Linked DNA regions of Hordeum vulgare: region 2 is linked to region 1. Evidence: chromatin contacts called from public Hi-C data. All regions are on one chromosome and are shown on one strand. Each heading gives the region's core, a stretch centred on a gene start, on an enhancer-like site or on the middle of the called end of the contact. The rest is flanking DNA. Distances are from core to core; before and after follow the strand shown. Region 1 holds the start of LOC123404799 (cyclase-like protein 1). Region 2 has its middle 50 kb from the start of LOC123403044.

Region 1 (3,078 bases), core at 167-2,666:
TAGAGGATGAGAGAGGGTTAAGCCTCCCTTGTTTTTATGACAATGTTGGTACCCGTGTGCAACCGGAAAGAAACCCTTCTCGCATACAAGCTTTTCTTGAAGCACATCGTGAGATTGAGGATGGAACCACTCATGGTCGGCTCCGGGATGATCTAGTAGAGCACCACTCGCATTTGGATGGACGGCGCATTGGCCCATGATGTATCTTTGTTTTACTTTTCTATGTCCTATTTGATTCGAACAATTGTTGTTATTTGCTCAAACATTGTTGTAATGATTTGAATGATTATTGTTTTATTCGATGTTGTAATAATAACTAGAATGATTATTGTTTTATGTCAAATGTGATTGAATTTGTGATATGTCATGTGATGAAATGTGATGAAATGTGTGATATATGAATGACAGTTTTAAGGTTTGGGGCTGGGGCAAAGACTAGAACCCTCAAACCCAACCCTTATAACGGAATATTCCGTTATAAGGGTTGGGTTTGAGGGTTCTAGTCTTTGCCCCTGTTTTTCAACCCTTAAAAGTGTCAAAAATATGCAATTCTCAATCCTTAAAACTGATTTTTGTTTTAAGGGTTTGAGGGTTCTACTAGAGATGCTCTTAGAGATGCTCTAGCTAACCATTTAACCAGTGTTTATTTGCGAGACCGCAGGCTGGAGATTCACATAAACGGTGAAAGCTAAGTTCTGGTCGGAGAAATCCAGGGATGCGCACCGTTGAGGACATCGAGGTCGAGCGTGTCCACGTCGAGGCCGGCGGCGAAGTGGGCCTGGTTCATGTGCCCCGGCGCGTCGACGTGGGTGCCCATGTGGCAGTGCATCCGGAGCTCCGACAAGTTGTAGTCCGACCCGTTCTCCATCGACTCTTTGAGCCGCACCAGCGGGCCCGCCGCCGCGTCGGGCGGCATGCCCGGCCGGTACGCGTGCGTGATGTCCACGATGCGCCCGCCGCCGTACTCCTCCAGCCCCAGGCCATGGCGGCGACCGTCCGCGCCTCCGGGCGCCGGCGTGTCGGCCTCCGCGCCCGCGTAGACCGCCTGGCGTGCCGGGAGGAGGAGGACCAGCAGGAGGAGGGTGAGAGCCGGCGCGGCCGCCATGCCTCCGAGCGCCCACTCTGGTCCGTGGACTCTCTGGGCTGTGATGGCCACTGGAAGTTGCAGCTCTTCCTTGATTTCTGGTGGTCAATACAATGCTGAATGGAACAAGTACGCACCAAGCTTCACTGAGGCCGGCTGGCTGGGCATGAGATAACGGACAGTGAAAGGGCGACGTCTGAAAACCACATGATTTTAGCCTGTTCAAACAGTCCTCGGCAAACATCTACTCCCTCCGTTCTTAAATACTACTCCCTCTGTCCCAAATCGAGCGACTCAACTTTGTACTAACTTCAGCATAAACTTAATACAAAATTGAGTCATTTATTTTGAAACGGAGGGAGTATTAAGTCTTTTTTAAAGATTTTTATATAAACTACATACAAAGCAAACTGAATGAATCTACACTTTAAAATACGTTTATATACATCCATAGTCCATATTAAAAAATTTAAGAAGACTTATATATTTAGGAACCAAGGGAGTATCAACCGAGTACTCGTATCAAAAGATCTTACACATGTTCACCAGCATGCAACTTATTTTGCTTTACAAGAAATGTAGTTGCAGATATACTACAGCAGTTTAACACGCTAGCATTATAGAGAACAATCCAACGTATCACAGCAATGGTAGTAGTACTAGCAGGCTTTGTCATCGGCGGGTCGAGTCGAAACATTGCAGAAACTGATTGAGGAAAATGTAGTTGAAAATTGCTGAACTCTATTGGAAATTATACAGCTAACAAACTCGTGTGGTTCATCATTGGTTACAGCACAACGTCGTGGGAGCAAGCAGACTGACACGAGTAACTATAAGTCTGTCTTGCATCACTTACTTATTCGTAGTATTGCTATATTTTCCTTGCTGATTTGACAATACAAACTGGTATGCATCACAGGAGGCATTTTCTTTTTTCCACTAAGATGGACCGTGGACAAATATACTGTAGCAACTGCGGGCACGATGCGCTACGGCCTTTGGCAAGAGCAGCCACTATGATTGCGATGATCACTTGATAAGAATGCACCTGATTGGTGAACCCTCGGATCCAACCAGTCTCAGAGGTAAGCAGTGTAGCATGTAAAGTCCAGTGTTGACGTTGTCTAGTTTCAGGGCTTCGACTAGGATGATATCCTGACAGAACAGAGTAAGTAAAATAACCGGTAGTTTCAATCAACAATGCCATCTCTAAAAAGGTAAGTTCATCACCGATAATGTGAACGTAAATGTTCTTTAGAGGAGCATCAAAATTGTGTAAGAGCATCTCCAACAGGCGCCCAAAAACTACTCCACGCGTTAAAAGATTTGTTTTTTGGGCGCCGGACAGCTCCAACAAACGCTGTAAAACAATGCGCGCGCTAAAAACTTTTGGGCACGCGCTTAAAAACGCTATCGCGCGCAACATATTCGATGCGCCGGCTTGCGCGCGCACTAAACTCTGAGCTGTTGCAGGTGGGGCCGCTGGACCGGACTGGATTGGGCGCCGCACTAGCGCGCGTCTGTTGGAGATGCTCCGGTCCCCGCGCTTTAAAAGTGTTACAGTGGCGCGCTAAAAAACTTATTGGGCGCGAATTTTTTGCGCTGTTGTTGGAGATGCTCTAAGGAAACATTGTACCCCCAAGAGAAGGTGATTAGCAAAGAATTTGAGGAACTAAGGCTTCAGTTAACTTGTCAACATGTAATGCTGTACTAACATGTTTTCAGAGTTGGCTATTTAGTCAGTAATGCTCGTGAAGGGATTTTCTGTAGTAGGCTTGGGGATTAAGCAGCATAGGTCAGAGATTAGTGCAGAACAACGAGGGTGGCTTCAAATTCACAATTCGTTTTTAGCTCATGAAAGGGCATACTCTTACCGCATTTTTGAAGAAGGCCACATGGGCAGAGATCAAGTTATCAAACGAAGCAACTGATATATAGTCAATCCCTGCAGAATTGCCAATGTCATATGTTAAGTTTACACTAGATAAGGAAAA
Region 2 (3,078 bases), core at 188-2,687, 760 kb after region 1:
TAGCCCTCCCTATTTTGCCAGGCGTACCAGTTCGCATGTCGATGGGCTCTTTTGGTCAGTTGTACCTGGATGGTGGACTAGATGCCATGGCGCGGGCTGACGACAACATGGGCTTCGTGCTCCTGAGCAGCAAGAAAGAAAATAACATGGATGAAGGGAAAGAGATAATTGTTTACCGGGGCAAAAGTAAGTTTGTTAGCCTCCCCTCTGAGAGCACTGTGATTTTGTATTTACAAACTATTGACTGACAAATAGTTGCATTCTCTAACGCAGCCGATCTCCCGAAGGAACTGAATTTGCTAGCAAACTTTGGCGTGGAGAACATCTACGTTACAATGTGGAGACGTGTCGTTTGGTAATTATAAATCGCTTGCTTGGTGGTGAGGCAGGACACACGTATAATATCACTTCTCACGAGTACATGTTTCCTTGTAGATTTTTGTGCCTGTTAAAGGGGGCGGCGGATTCCACGTGCTATATGTCTTCGACATGTTGAAGAAGGTTGTACATGTGATGGACCCCAAAAGAACGCAGTATGACATCATAGAGCTCGAAATGAAACACGCGCGTGTCATGGACCGTCTCCTGTTTGGTCTGTGCAAGTGCATTGAGACGTTTTTCGTTGGGTGGCATGTTAGAGCGGACGATTTCAAAAGGAAGGCGCACCGCATGATGCACGAACCATCGAGCAGGTAAATGCGTATTTAGCTCTTGACCCTCGGATTTGTTAAAATGCATTTTTGACTGAATCAAATAATGATCTAAAAAACGGTTTTGCTATTCTACAGTCGAGTGTTTTTCAATTCGCCGTCATTCAATTTTGTGTTCATCCGATCTGGTGCTAAGATTCGCGCCGAGAACTTTGGTTTTTAGGCGCTGTGTATGGAGTATGTATTTTTCGACTTCAATAATTGTACTTCTTTAGTATTTAAACTGTACTTTTTGGTGATTTACACTACTTTTTTGGTATTTACAGTGTAAATTCATCAGTTTTTACAGTGTGAGTTCATCAGTTTTTACAAGTGTAATTCTAGGAGATTTGGGTGTAATTCGAGGGATCTATGACTGTAATTTATGGGTGTTTTACGCTGTAACTTCATCAATAAATACACTGTAATTTTATAAGTTCCACTGATTTGACTTAAGTTGTTCTATTATTGGTTAGAAAACTTGAGTGATGCCCAATTTATTTTCAGTCGAATGTCAAATAGACACTCCCAAAAATGCAGCAATGACTCGCCTTTCTTCAACGTCCACTACATGATGAAATTTGATGGGGAATACATGACAGAAGAGATATGGCCGGTGAGTGTACACACTTGTGTTTTTTGTTTTGTTTTTGCTAGTGTGTATCGGACGCTCATCGAATGTGATTGCTCAACCAGGACCAGATGTTTCGGTTGAAGCAGCAGCTTATGAGGTTTCCCTCACTCTGCTAGGGAACAGAGGGGCCCCCCTTCAGAGGTTGTGGACCCGGAAGTCTGATGATATGGTCGGTCTCTTAGCTCAGGCCCGCGAATGGTTGCGGTTATTGTATAATTAAACTTATGACGCAAGAGAAAATCGAGTGCGTGCCTGCCCTCGCGTTTTTACTTTCTAGAACATCTATTTGTATAATTAAGACCTACTCCTCGGAAGCGCATGCAGCCAGACTTGTGCACTTACGCTTTTGTTGTGTTTCTAATTAAGAAAAATGGTACTCCCTACGTCCGGAAATACTTGTCCTAGAAGTAGATGTATCTAGACTTATCTTAGTTATAGATACATCCATTTTGTACATATTTAGGACAAGTATTTCCGGACGGAGGGAGTATGAAATCCATCAACATCGTTGTCGCGCGTGGACGATGTGCAGCTCTGTCTGAATCAAAACATTGCTTCGCATACCGTCTTCTTGGGATACACTGTTTTTATTGCGGGGTTAGCGGACTAATCGTCAAAGTTAATCGAAGATTTAATCTTCAATCGAGCGATTCATCGGTTAGTCGGCTATCTCAATGACTCATATGAGTAACTAAAATTGGGTTTAGGGTTTAACGGTCTAAAATAAGCTTGTTTGTTGGACGCACACGGGCAGTTCGATGGAGGAGCCCCTTCTGATGGAAAACTCAGAAATGTCAATTATATTCAAAACGGTGCTTGGGACAGCAATTGTCGTACAGAAACACGAAAGAGCCGTAGAAAAATTAATTATATGTTTTTATTATGTCTACAATAACCCTTGTGACATATTTCCAACGGCGGTCTAGTTTGGCCTTTTGTCTAGATCGGCGGAGGGTCATCTTGTTACACAAGTGGATGGTACGGAGAACACACGAAAAATGTGATAATTGGCTACATTGTTTTATTGTGGGTTTAGCGGTATGGTAGTGAAGGCAGTTAATCGAAGGTTTAATCAGTTAATCGGGCGATTTGTCGGTTAGTCGGCTCCTCAATGACTCATATGAGTAGTTAAAATTGATTTTAGGGTTCAACGGGCTAATTAAGCTTGTTTGTTGGATGCCGCATCGCACACGCGCAACTCAACGGAGCAGCCCACATCGGAACCCCCCGGTTGCCCATGTGATGGAAAACTCAGAAATGTCAATTATATTCAGAATGGCCCATGGATGGTTCGGCTCGGAAAGTGTGAAAACCATAGCGGGGGATCCCCCCTCGGAACACCGGTGGTGTATCCACGGGGGGACTCCAAATGTCTTTTATCTTCAGAACAGTGCATGTATGGTTCGACTCGGAAACGGTTAAAACCATACCGGGAGTATGACGCTGAACTGTGATGTCGTAGCACAGAGAAGGCGTTAAAATTGGGTTACATTGTTTTAGCACTGGATTGACGGGGGCAATCATTAAATTCTGTCAAGCATTTTAGTCGGTTAATCGATCGATTAATCAGTTTGCCGGGTACTCAATGATCCATATGAGTAGGGTTGTGTCTAGAAACATGAAACAGCCCTACAAAAATTGATTATATGTTTTATTATGTCTACAATAACCCTTGTGAGATATTTCCAACTTCAGTCAAGTTTGGCATTTTATCTAGATCCGCGGGGATCATCTCGTTACACAAGTGGATTGTTC

The links. Hi-C and Micro-C count contacts between places; a contact is called where the count stands out from the background.
Region 2: a contact with region 1 is called in a Hi-C map of leaf, with 3 times the contacts expected there. The contact joins the enhancer-like site here to the promoter of LOC123404799 in region 1. A contact is called at or near these places in 3 of 6 Hi-C or Micro-C datasets (leaf and seedling) and 1 of 1 datasets of contacts at active chromatin or transcription factors (embryo).

What each region holds. Positions count from the first base shown.
Region 1 is chr6H:168,431,053-168,434,130 of MorexV3_pseudomolecules_assembly, forward strand. It overlaps LOC123404799 (cyclase-like protein 1), which reads right to left and starts at 1,417. Exons shown (of 6, transcript XM_045098746.1): 1 at 724-1,417. The coding sequence starts at 1,105. LOC123404798 (cyclase-like protein 1) reads right to left here. Exons shown (of 6, transcript XM_045098744.1): 5 at 2,959-3,029; 6 at 1,806-2,239. The coding sequence ends at 2,114.
Region 2 is chr6H:169,190,189-169,193,266 of MorexV3_pseudomolecules_assembly, forward strand. It overlaps the pseudogene LOC123405260. Among protein-coding and RNA genes, the nearest start is that of LOC123403044, 50 kb to the right of the region's middle. Within about 2 kb of position 1,438, at least 1 of the 3 cell types and tissues checked has open chromatin away from gene starts, as enhancers often do. A contact at or near this core is called in leaf, where this site is marked.